Linked DNA regions of Anas platyrhynchos: region 2 is linked to region 1. The links are chromatin contacts, called in public Hi-C maps. All regions are on one chromosome and are shown on one strand. Each heading gives the region's core, a stretch centred on a gene start, on an enhancer-like site or on the middle of the called end of the contact. The rest is flanking DNA. Distances are from core to core; before and after follow the strand shown. Region 1 holds the start of BID (BH3 interacting domain death agonist). Region 2 holds the start of MICAL3 (microtubule associated monooxygenase, calponin and LIM domain containing 3).

Region 1 (6,305 bases), core at 1,502-4,001:
ACAAAATACAGCAGCTAGCTGATGCAAGCAGATTTGTTTTGTATAGCTGTTAATACAAGGGTTAAAGCCAGCCACTGGGAGTTACACTGATAAATTAACTTGTTTTCCTCCTTAAAGGAGATTAAAAACATCTCAGCAAGTTAGAGAGACACGGCCACCGCCTGTTCATTCACCGTGACACCGCAGCAAGGACGTAGCAGGAACTAACCAAAGGTTGGGGTGCTCTGACAGGAAACACAGCAGGCTTGCTGACACCACCAAAAATCCAGCACCCATAGCCCAGGTGCCCTGCTCACACCTTAGCCAAAGCTGAGGAGGCCTGGGATTTTAAAGTCACATTCTGAGCAGAAGACTCCAAGTAAAAGGAGTTCAGAGCCACGGTGACCCCTCTCTCCTTTAGTGGGGAGTGTCACACAGGAGGGTATATTGCAGCATACAACCTTTCCCTCATATTCACCAGCAAGGACAGCCCAGCCAAGCCCCACCATGACCAGGAGGCATGCTTGGGTCAAAAAAGATACAAAATCCTCAGGAAAAGGACCAGCTACATCCATCCTGCAACCATTAACTGATGAGTTTTAACTAGCCCAGCTTCCTCATCCCGATATAAGCCATCCAAAAGTAAAATGGGATCAAACTTCAAGTAGGAGCCTCGCACTTCCAGTCAATCTACAAGTTCAACCCCCTAATTAAAAATATTTGCAAGCATTTGGCTTGGTACAGCACACAGATATGAAGATAACTCCAGCTCCAAATAAAGTGCAATCTGACGCAGGCAAAAAGCCACAGCATGCTAAGAGAAAACCAGAGGAAGGTGCTATGCAAAGAAATATCAGATTTGCTGGTAAATTCAGCTGAGGGGCTGCTAACAGGTGGAAATGAAACCTGCTCTTTTGCAGTCAGTTCCTTTCAATAGAGAAAACCAGCAGCTGGGCTGACTCCCCTAGCCCCCTGCTGCTTGGCAGCTCATATCCAGGGGCAACAGGAGCAGCTTTATGGAGGAGCCTTTATGGAGGAGCCTACCTCTCACAGCCACCACCCTGCAGTTATGTCAGCAGGCTGTGTGTGGGGCTTTTACAGGCTCAAGGCTGTATCAGGTATTACGTCCTACTCGCCTGTGCACCCTGCAATAAGGGAAGCAATAACTTCTGGATGCCAAGCCACTCTGGAAAGGTCTCCAGAGGTGGCAGTCACAGGATTTATGTGCCTGCCTGCCTCCAGATAAAACATTTCCATCCTATCTCAGCATAATCTGTTCGATCTGCCAGCTCCTCAAGACTTCTGAGGAGCGAGGGTGACCCCGCCATCCTGTTACACAGGAAAAACAATACCAGGAAACAACCGAACAGGGGTCAGTTATGTCACGAGTGCTCACAGACGACGCACACACCAGCCTTCCCCAATTACAGTTACCACAGCTCTTACTGATCTGGAGTTAACGGAAATCAAAAGCCACCGAGCACCTCTACAAGGCGCCCACGTTACCCAAGCACAGGAGTCCCGAGCACGGAGACTCGAGGCTTGCACAGGCAGCACGATCCTGCTGATGGTGTTGGTTAGGCATGGAGCTGGACACAGCACACCGAGCTGCGCCAGCTTACACCTGGGTGTAAGAAATCAGCGAGGGGCTGGTGGGACCCCAACGAAGCCACCTAACCAAGTGGTCTTGTTTCCTTCCTAAATTCAGCAGATACAACCAGGTACTTATGAGAAGGAGGAAGGCAAGTAAGAATGCAAGACCATGCAGAAAGACCTCCTGTTCAACCAGTATCTTTCATAATGTTATGCTTTCATAAGCAGGTGAAAAAAAAGTTTCGGTTTGACTAAAGCCCAAAAAAAAAGCTGATAAGAGAACCCCCAATCACCCCCCCAACACACACAAGTGGACTTTTTCTAAAAGCCCTTTGCAAGGAAAGAGAAAGCACACCTTAGAAACAATTTCCTGCTGGGGAACCACCTCACTCCTTCCTCCACCGAAGGGCTGAGGAGGCCGTGAACGAAGCGCATGAAATTTTAACCCAGATACCCCAGGAAACACCAGAGCAGGGGGCGCGTTGCTCTGAGAGGAGCCTGGGCCTTCCGCACACAGCCTGGCATGGTTTAACTAGTTCTGAGGCGCTGGCGCCCCGATGTTTAGTTAACGTTACAGAATATTGTTCTTTTAAAAAAACAAAGTCGCCACAGACTCGCTCCGAGAGGCGGGAACGGGCAGGGGCCGCCCTTCCCTTACTCCCCCACTGCCACCCCCCATCCCTGCATCCGTCCCTCCTGCTGGAGGGCAGGGATCCCTCGGGGGTCCCTGCCGCAGGATCAACCCCCGGTAAGCCCCCGAAAGCCGCCCTCTGGGCTGAGAGCTCCCGGCACGGCCCCATACGGGCTGGGAGAGAGCAGCCGAGGGGACAAAGCCAGCGGCGGGAGCAACAGCGGGTTGACCTGGCGGCCGGCCAGAGCCAGCGCGGGAGGGAGCCCCATCGCGATACCGGCGACAGCGCGGCGAGTTAAACGCAAATAAAAATAAAAACAAGCGGCTGAAGGCAGGGCTCAGCGGGTGGAACAAAGCCGGCCGGCCCGCTGCTGGCCCCGCCGCTCTGCTCTCCTCTCCCCCCTCCCCGGCGCTGCACTCACCCTGCGGGCACAGCCCCGGTGCTGGCGGCTCCGTCTCCTCGCCGTTGCCGCTCTCGCCCTGCCCCCGCCGCCCGCCCGCCATTTCATGCTTCCCGCTCCGCCCCGCTCCGCCCCGCACCGCCCCTGGGCGCCGGGCCAGCGCCATGGGCCGCCTGCACGAAGTTTCCCTCAGGAGCTCGTCCCGCTCGCCGTGGCACTGCTTAAAATAAATTCGTTTCTTTCACATGGAGATTTCCTCTCAGGCTCGCGCTCCTGCCCCGCGGAGCCCCTCAGTGATGGGGTCAGGGGAGGGCTGGCTGGCGCCAGGTCGGAGGCGATCTCGGGGGGTCTCTTCGAGCCTCGGTGATGCTGTGACACGGGGCACCCCGAGGCTGTGGCGAGGGAGGGCTCGCTATTTTCGGCATTCCTACAAAATCAGGGGCAAACGGGCTCTGAGTCAGGCTCCAGTAATGCGCTCGTCCTCTGCCAAGTTTTCTAAATTCCGAAGGAATTTGACAAGAGACGTGCAGGGAGACTTCCCTCTTGCAAACTGCTGAACTTGGTCTTGGAAAGGACTCACTGTTAGCCCCACGTAGGCAAAACCCCGATTTTCTCTCTTTTCTTAAGTCAAAGAAGCCGTATGTTTCTCCTCAGAAATCTGCATATTTTTTTGGCTTCTGGCACCCGAGTAAGTTGGATTATTTCATGTATTTTATACAAAATATTAATAATAAAGCGATGTTATCTTTCACTTAAAAGAAACCACGTGGTTCCATATCTGAGACATTCAGAAAAGCACCATATACTCAGCAGGTTTGGAAATCTTTGTTTACTCATTCCCTTGCTGCCTACAGGCATCTACAGCAAACATGCCAAGAGAAACGGTACTTTTTATGAGGTTTGGTTTGGACAGGGTGTTGTTTTTTTTTTCTTCCTTTGAGTGCTGTGTAAGAGGAAGGAGGCAACTTCATCGTTTCCATCAAGTGATATCTCTTAACGAGAAGCAGAAGGCCCCCTCCCTCTCTCTGGGAGGATGCGGTCGAGCACCCACATGCCAGCACTGTGGGTTTCGCCTGCCACCACCTGTAGGACCCTTCTCTCTCGTGACAGCTCCGCTGCTGCTGCTGCTGCTTGGGATCTGAGGGAGGAAGACACGCTCAGGCCCTGCTCAAGGTTTTAAAGTGAATCACCTCCAGTCCCCTTTCCTGGAAAGACATGCGGCCAGGTCATATCCTGGGAGGATTAGGTTTGCATTCACCTGTATGCAGAACTTACAAGCACAATTGCTAATGTAGGCAGCAGTTGCAACATTTTTTTCATAAACTGTTTACACAAGGCCAGAATGCCAGGTTTTTCACCTGCTGTTCTCTCTTACTATTAGGCACAACTCATCTCTAGTTATTTTTTTCCTGTGAAGTTGTATAATATAGAGAAAAATACACAGAAGTGGGAAAAAAAAAAACAACACCCTGGATCTTTGCCTTTATCCAGGCGCAGGAGCTGTATTGCATGATCTCTCTCCTCTGCTGCCAAAAAGAGGCGCTGCCACATCTTGACATCATGTGTTCCTAACAAACCTATCTAAATCTTCCCTCCTATGCTGTTCTTCAGAGCCAGCGGCGTTTTTATGCCACGGTCACTGCTGGACCCCAGGATCTGGGGAGGGTCACGGTTCTCTGCCTCACCACTGGCCTGCCCGTCCCCGTGCAGAGCATGAGGCAGCTTCGATGGAAGGAAGGCCACGTGTAAAAGTGCTGGGGCTCCTGAGGGCTACGTTATCAGCCATTGAAACTGAAAGCAACAGCTGCCACAATGCAGGGCTCCTGAGACAGGAGTGCTTTGTTAGAGAGCCTTTTTCTGGTGTTATTGCCTACCCACATATGGCTAATCTGTACAGGAAGCGTGACGCTGCTCACCTCAGGGCTCTGCAGGATCAGCGTGGCTCTTGGCCGGAGTAAACAAGGCAGGATGGTCTCCCCGTGGGCCTGGCTGTTCGTTCATAAAACAGCAGCACCTGTGGCTACCTGGTTGCGATCAGACAGCCTTCCTGGGTGCTTGATGGGCATAGGCTGAGGGGCAGCCCCTGAGGTGTTGAGGCAGCAGGATGTCAAGTGCCCTAAGCCATGAACAGGAGCTGAGCTCCTGTGTCTGGGGGTCCAGGGGTTACTTCCCATACACCCACTTCATATTTGGCACCAAGGGAGGGACTTGCGCAGAGCAGAAATAATCGCGGCCTTCTGCCAGCAGAGATCCCTCCCAGCTAACTCAGCTTTCTCTCATTTTGAGAACAAGAGACCAAAAAAAGACAGGAACAACTGCAGGGCTTGAAACATCCCCAGAGAAGCGCCCACCTGCCTACCAAGGTGCCTGACTGAAGGAGAGCGCCATGCCACTGCGCTGGGGACAAAACTTTCCACAAGGCCCGGCATCCCCTTCCTGGTGCCCTAGGAGGTCTGCTTTAAAACAGCCGCCTTACAAACACCCGAGTTTATCCTTTGTTTTGAAGATGGGTGGGCGGGCAGGAAATCCCCGGCCGGGATTTCCCACATCCTGCGTGTTCTCTGCCTGCTAAATATAAGGCACACGTCTTATGATTCGCCTCACATACTTGATCATGGCAGTGCCGTGGAGCGGCTGCAGTTCCTCTGGGCTTTAAACTCCTGGCATTTACTGGATGCAACACCCAGCACTCGAGCTGAACATCTGTTCTCTCTCAAACAGGAGATGCCCGGGTGAGACGGCTTTTCTTGACACACGCTGGTGAGGTTTCACCTCCGAATCCTTCCAGGATGTTGACGAGACCGCTCTGGAGCTGCGTGGAGCTCCCTGACCTTCCTGAGCTGCCACAGGGCGGGTGAACCAAGGGCGTGCAGTGGTGGAGGCCTAAAGCAAAATGGGACATCAGCAGCAAGGTGCTTGGTGTCACTCTTCCTGTTTTGCTGAACACAACTGTACCAGGGCTCACGCCAGGACTGTAAACTAAGGAAGGGGAACTACAGCTATAGAAAGTAAATCCTAGTTCCTGCAATTGAATTTTGATTACTTTCCCCCCTTTTTAGTTAATATTGCAATTTCTTTTCATAGAAGCAGCAACGTAAAATTGGAGAAAGGAGGACCATGTGCTGGGGGCTTTGTGAAGATCCAGCTGTATTCCAGGTAATTCAGCAGGGCTCAAACTGTTCTGCCAATAGAAAAGCCAACATCAAATCCTGTAAAACCTGTGTTTTTTTTAATCTCATCTCAAGATCACCTTCCCTTAGGCTCCTGGCTTCCTCTTCTATCATCAACTGTGGGAATGAACGCAAGGGAAACAAATGGTAACTCCAGCAACAAAAAGAAAAAATAATTAATGACTTTATTTTTTTTTTAGTTCAGTTGGCCATCTGAGGTGCTAAAATCTCAACACCAATGAAGCAAGTGTGCATAAAAACAAATGATGAAACACAACCAAACAGGAGAAAACAGGCTGGAACAGAGAGGGATTTTTTTTTTTTTGTTGGTTTTTCATTTTTTGTTGTTGTTTTTTTACAGGTAGGGTATACGCTTTTCTGTTAACACTCCATAAATGCCAACCATAAAAGCCTTGACCAATCTGAATATCAGAGTTTACTTTCATTCAAAAGGGAAGATGCCAAAGCAGATCCCTTCACCTGGAATAGACTTTACACACACACACACACGCATGCACGCACAGATACAGA
Region 2 (6,305 bases), core at 2,088-4,587, 160 kb after region 1:
ACAAGGGCAGAAAAATCCCTCCCAGAACAGTACAGGACAGTAAGGAAAAGGAACCCGGATGATTTTGACTTCATGGTTGCGTATAGAACACCTGGACATGTAAAGAGGTACAAGACCACCTAAAACAGAAAGACAAGTGCTTTTCAATGAGCAAAATGTAAATATGCAAGAAGATAACTGTTGTCATCCTATGCGATTAATGTATTAAACAAAAAATCATGAGTACAGCAGTTCCTTTTACTCAGATAGTCCTTGAGAAGGAATAAAGAAAAAGATTTAAATATGCCTTGGTCGAGTAGAATGGGAAGAAAGGCCTACGACGTCGTCACCGAGACACCTCATTGGTTCTTGACCTAATTTGGGCTACAAGAGTCCTGCACAAGGGCTGCCTGTGCAGGGCTTCCCCTGGGTCTGGTTTACTCCACATAGCATGCATTAAGGTCTAGAACGCGTGTTTCCTTTTTTGAGTTTGGATTAGGAAGGAGTCTGAGCCATGTTTTGTATACTTGTTTTTAAAACAACATCATTTTACTCCTCTAAACAAGCTGTGTAGAGCAGCTCCATTGTGTTGTTGTCTAGAAATAACCAACAGGCCTGATTCTCAAACAAGTCTGGAAGTTTTCTTCAAGCTCTTAACTTATCCATGGTTAGACTCTCTAGCAAAAGGCTCTGGGGTCCTCGTTGAGAACCTCACTGTTTTACTCGTAGTATTAGATCTGTCCTTTGGCAAGCTACGAAAAAGACTCTACCTATGTTCCATCCAAATTCATCACTGTTTAGAGAAGTATTAATAAAAAGGGGAAAGTAAATCGATGAAGTCACTTTATTGATCCTGAAAACGTGGAACTGCTATTAATAAAACATGTTTATGTTGTTTCATGGGTAGGTCAAAGTCCTGGTAGGGGTGTGTTTGTCATTGTAATTCATGTGCGGCTTCATCAACAAAGTATTTGTTATTGCAGTATTGTATTTATTCATCTCCTGTTTTCCTCCCCCACAGCCAGAACATCTGCTAAACGTTTCTGAATCTGAGCTTGTTGGGATAGGGCCCATTACTTTTACATATTTATGAACTGTGTGGTACACTGGCATTCATTCAGCAAAGACGGCTTCCCGAGGCTCATGCACGAATGACATAAACCGGTACTGGCTTATGTGCAGGAGGTCTGCATGTGCAGAGTTCACAGAGGGGCTGGAAACCCTGTTACATGCAGAAGTACTTAAGCACCACTGCTGAAGAGGAACATAACCAGCTGCTAATATCTGTGTGATGCAGGAATGCAAAAAGGAAAAACAGGTATTTATGAAGTCCTAAGGAATTGTAATGAAGAGTAATGTAATAAAATGGAATGAGAAGAATTTGTGTCCGACCCTAGAAACATCCCTTGCCATCAAAATACTTTAAAGTTTGGTGGAATGTTCCAAAAAAAGCAAAAGCTACAGTGCTTGTGTTAGTTGTAACAGAGTGGACAAAGCAGAACACAGAACTGCTTCTTGGGGTGGAAAAATGAACAAATAATTCATTTCTGATTTCTGTTTTTCTTATTGTAGTCCAGTATCTCATGCCAGCACTCGCACAGGCACATCTTTATGCTATTTACACACTGAAGGGAGTGTATTCTGCCTTCATTGTGTGGAGAACTTACACATGTGACTCCCATTACCACAAACAGAAACTATGTTCATAAATTTCCCTTTTGTGTGTGGACTGAGTGGACCTGTCACTATTTGCTTTTCCGGCTAGACTGCAAACAGTGCCTTTCCAAAGCAGAAGTTGTAATATTTTCAAACCTCATGAAAAACAGTGTAGCCCATCTCCTCTCAACTGTGAGAGCCATCCATGCTCTGAGGATCATCTGGCTGCCTAAATCCATGCCAGCAACAGAACACAAGCACAAGCACAGTCTAATAGTCTTAATGAGATTACAGCTACAGATGCCCCAGTGCTGCTGTCTGGCCAAGGAACAGAACAAGCATCAAATTCATCTGGAGAAAAAAGAAAAAAAAATCCCCTTAGCTTGCATGTGAGTGGGTTGCAGTTTAACCAAGATTTCAGAACTATGGTGTGCCAGATCCCTTTGATTTTTTTTTTCCAATGCATAATTGTTTTTTATAAAGCAGCATATTATTCTCACGGATCTTGAGATTCAATTAATATTTTGCCAGTGTGAATTTAAAACTGGTTCTCAGACTGCTCTGTAGCCCTAATACATTTAGAGATGCCTATTGTTAGCTGTTCCTGACTGATCTCACACATGGCTTTTGTATGTTTCCTACTGTCTGTTTGTGTGCTTGCCTATGATATCCATGTGCTACAGTGGAGTGTGGTGGATCTGTGCCAATATAATCGTTCTTTTTTATCAGCGGTTTATCTGATGCATTTGTTTGGCTCACTGGACAGAAATTATTTGTAACCCTATCCCACATAAGAAGAATACTCTTTCTGCACCTGTTCCAAGCAGCATTTGGTTTGCTTACTGCTAAAATTCTTCATCTTAACAAAAACAAATGAGGATGTATAACAAAGGCTGGAAAATGAAAGAGCTGATCTTTGGATAGCGCTGTATCAGATGGCTAGGATGCACAACCTGGTACCGATGCATTCAGGTGTGGATTGTGCTGCTCTGACTGCAAACTGCAGGTACTGCCATGCGGATTTCACTATGCTTGCTTGGTGCCAGCAGGTGAGAAACCTGCTGCAAGTGGCTAAGTCTGCAGCCCCTGCAGGACTTCATGCCTAGAGCAGAAAATCCAGCAGTAACACCTTCACAGATTTTGCATGGAGGTTGTTTAAAAGAGCTAGCACAATAGAAAATCCCTCCCCTTCAAAGCAGGGAAAAACAGATTTTTGTAGTTGCTAAGAAACGATAAAAAACATTTTCAGCGGAAGGCGCGAGAGGCCAGCGGGGTCAGTACTCACAGAGCAAGGCTGTAGAAGTGACCTTCTCACACAAGTCAGCTCCTCCCCGACAGGTGCTCATAGCTCGCCCGCCTCTGCCAGGGTAAGCGCCCAAATCAGAGCCACTCGCTGCTCCTCGGGCCCTGCCTCCGCACAGGTTTCTCCCCGGAAAGCCTGCACAGGCAATTCTCTCTTTCTTTAGCTCTGCAAGGTGAAGGCGAAGTAAAAAGGAGCTGGGGACTGGGATGCGAAGCTCCTTCTGCGCGTCCTTCCCGGAGCATCATCGCGCAGGGGCTGGGGGAGACGGGCGATGCTGGCTCTGGCTGCCAGTTCGTCACCACTGCCATGGCAACGCAGCAGTGGTCTCCTTTGGGAGCCGGGCGGCAGCGGCAACCCCAAATGCTCGCATTGCCCCCTCCTCCTCCTCCTCCTCCTCCCAGGCCTCTGACCAGGGTAAGCCACCCATGCTCAAGGAAGGCTGTTTTAGACAGCGAGTGCTTCCTGCCCACACGTGCACCTTTGGCTGCTCCCCTCACGGAGCCCCATCTTGTTTACGGTGTGGCAATGCTGGCAGCATCCCCAGGGAGCCCTCACTGCCCCTGGGAAACCCTGCGACATGCACAACAGGGAAGAGGAACCTTGTTCTGGCAAACCTCGGAGCATCAATGCGTGCCCACCAGTGCCTGAAGAACAGCTAGGACAGGGTGCCATAATTCTGTCTGAGCAGGTGACCGAGCAGCTGAGGCAGCAATGGGGCATTGTTCTGCCAGGTTTTTCTCTGCCAACATGAGCGAGTGCAAGTGTGTCTGTGAGGCCCCGTCTACAGCTACAGGGAAGCTGTAGGGCAGGCAGAGCTCCTTTGTTCCTGTCTCCTGAACTAAAGCCTCCTCACTTTATCCTTTCTCGGTCTTAACATTGCTGTTCTCTACTTATTTAAAATATTTTTATGACAGCATTGACATAAATGTCATTAGTAATGTGGTAGGACAGCCTGCAGGCACAGAGCCCTACAGACTCTGTGCTCTATTTAGAGAAGAAGTCAGGACTGCAGAGCAGGCGTTATTTTGCTGGACAATGAACAATTCAGGCTTGTTTTGGAAAGCAAATCCTTGGATAGTTAAATAATACCACTTGTTTACGAGAGACTATTTATCTCATCTTCTTAATAAAACGTCACTAATGGTTCTTTGTTGCTCTCCATATTATTCTCTCCTAATGCCAAGTGCTTCTTTTAAGGTAAGAGATTTCCTCTCTCAGGATGCCCGTAACAAATACAGCTCTTTGTACGCGTAGGTGGTAGGGATGAAAACAAACAAGCAGCAGTTAAAACCCACACTAACTTTCCTGTCCTCACTTTTAACCCAAATTGCTTGAGCTTTCCCTGACGATGGCTCATCATAACCTGCTGGATAGGGACAGGCCTCCTGATGCCAAAATCCAGATATTAAAGATCCTATCATGGCAGGGGATTAAGTACATTTTTTTTTCCCAATATAATCTGAAGCAGCAGGGACGGGACTTGCTCAGAGCAGCAGTATCAGCCAGAAGGGTTAGGGAGACTTGAACCACATTCAGAAAACTGTGAGTGGGCTACAAAAATCCCTGACTTCAATAACAGTAACAATGAAAGTCTTGTTACTCATCTTTGCTTCTGCCTTCAGACTCAGTTTCCAAGCTTTTCGCCAATACTAAAAGAAAATTGTGATTTAATTTGGTTTAGGAGAAGTTATATTTCTCCTGTGCTTACGTGATTCCAAAACGTGGGGCTTGGAGAACATCACCAAATACAGCGGTGGCCATGACAATGCTGCAAGACAGGGCAGCACAGAAGTATGTCTGCAAAGCAGGTGAGCCCATTTCGGGACTGTCCCGGGAAGCCTGGAGCCTTCACCCTGAAGATGCTGGGCTCTAACAGCACCCCCCAGTCCTGGCATGGTGGCGTAGTGGCTTGTTCAAAAATTAGTTACGAGTACACCCAGGGTTACAAGCACCTGACTCCATACAGACAGGAGGTTACTGAAAATATGAAAGCACGTTATAAAAATCTGCATTACAGTGGGCAGTTTATGGCTCCTTCCTCAGTGATGTTAAACAAGAATGGAATTAGATCAGAAGCTGAACTGCACACTTAATCTCACATAGGGGAAATGCTGGCTGGCACATATAATTAAATACATCTGTCTTGCCGACCCCCCTCCCCTCCAGACATTTTTATGCTTGGCTTGGTGGAAGAGACTTGGTGCCCCTGGGTGTGATAGCACAAAGCCGTTCAGAACGAAGCTGTGCCCTGGAGAAGACGATCCTGAGAAGGAGCAGTGCTGGGTTACCGAGGGTTATGCAAGCTGCAGGGGGACACAGGGGAGAGGAGGTGGCCGGGCCTGGCCTGCAGCACCAAGAAGCCTTGGCTGTTTGCAGCTTTGTCCTTTCACAGTCAGAGCACTCGTTAGAAGGTTTAATGGGATCATGAGTTGCTGTACCATTACTTCTGGAAGAGGGTATAAAAATGACAGCAGCTAATAAGTGCCATTTTCTTATCAGTCGCCTCATCAAGCTAATTTCATGAGCGGAACGCTTCGGAGGCTAACGGGCTGGAAAAGCCATCCAGGCTGCTGAATGCAGGCCAGCACAGACAGAGCGTGTCCCTGTGCCTGCACACCTCTGCCTCACACCACAAACAAGAAGAGAGATACTGTAAACATGCATCCGCAGCAGGACATGTTTCCTAAACCCAGCTGGAAGTCTAACGTCAGCACATTTGTTCTTCCTTTAGGATTAAGAGGCAAGAGGAGCGGGAACATGAATGTCCCTTTGTCCATAGATGTCCAGACCACATTCCTGGGTGTGAAGTTCCCTCACAGAAAGGACTGCTTTGTCTGGAGTTTGTGACAGGGGACATCAATAAACCCTTAAAAAAAACCCTCCAACTTGGTGGACCGGGGTGGAAACACACCTTTCTTTGAGGAGCGGGTTCAGAGAAGGGGTTCCTGTGTCTGAGGGAGGAGGCTGCAGCAAGCGGGTAGATGCGTGTGTGGTCCGAGGGCAGGATAAAGGCAGGGAGTGTGTTTGTGCGTGTAGGAAGGGAGTGGATTGTTTGCAGTGGGAGTGCATGCATGGGAATTAGAGATGTCAAGGCTGAAAAAGGCCTCGCTGGTCTTTTCACTTTTACTTCTTTTAGGCGCCGAAGGTTTGAAAAGTTAAACTTTCCAGACATTGCAACAGATTGTCTAATACAGCATATCTGCTGTCATCACTGGTCACTAGTTAGATAACTGACAAAACACCTGTGGCAATATTCATTCTTTTAAATGCTGACATTCATTTTTTCTCTTAGTGGCACTACCCAGTGATACTTTTTACACACATTTTGCACATATTTCCTTTTTCACCATGATCTATAGTTAGCCTT

Evidence for each region. A called contact is a pair of places that touch in the nucleus more often than the background predicts.
Region 2: a contact with region 1 is called in a Hi-C map of skeletal muscle, with 2.0 times the contacts expected there. The contact joins the promoter of MICAL3 here to the promoter of BID in region 1. A contact is called at or near these places in 3 of 8 Hi-C or Micro-C datasets (liver, skeletal muscle and subcutaneous adipose tissue).

The regions. Positions count from the first base shown.
Region 1 is chr1:65,336,028-65,342,332 of IASCAAS_PekinDuck_T2T, forward strand. It overlaps BID (BH3 interacting domain death agonist), which reads right to left and starts at 2,752. Exons shown (of 7, transcript XM_027466177.3): 1 at 2,626-2,752. MICAL3 (microtubule associated monooxygenase, calponin and LIM domain containing 3) reads right to left here. Exons shown (of 43, transcript XM_072040058.1): 43 at 5,941-6,305.
Region 2 is chr1:65,500,338-65,506,642 of IASCAAS_PekinDuck_T2T, forward strand. MICAL3 (microtubule associated monooxygenase, calponin and LIM domain containing 3) reads right to left here and starts at 3,338. Exons shown (of 43, transcript XM_072040058.1): 1 at 2,921-3,338. It overlaps LOC106017355 (a long non-coding RNA gene), which reads left to right. Exons shown (of 4, transcript XR_011810358.1): 3 at 1-107; 4 at 1,001-2,106.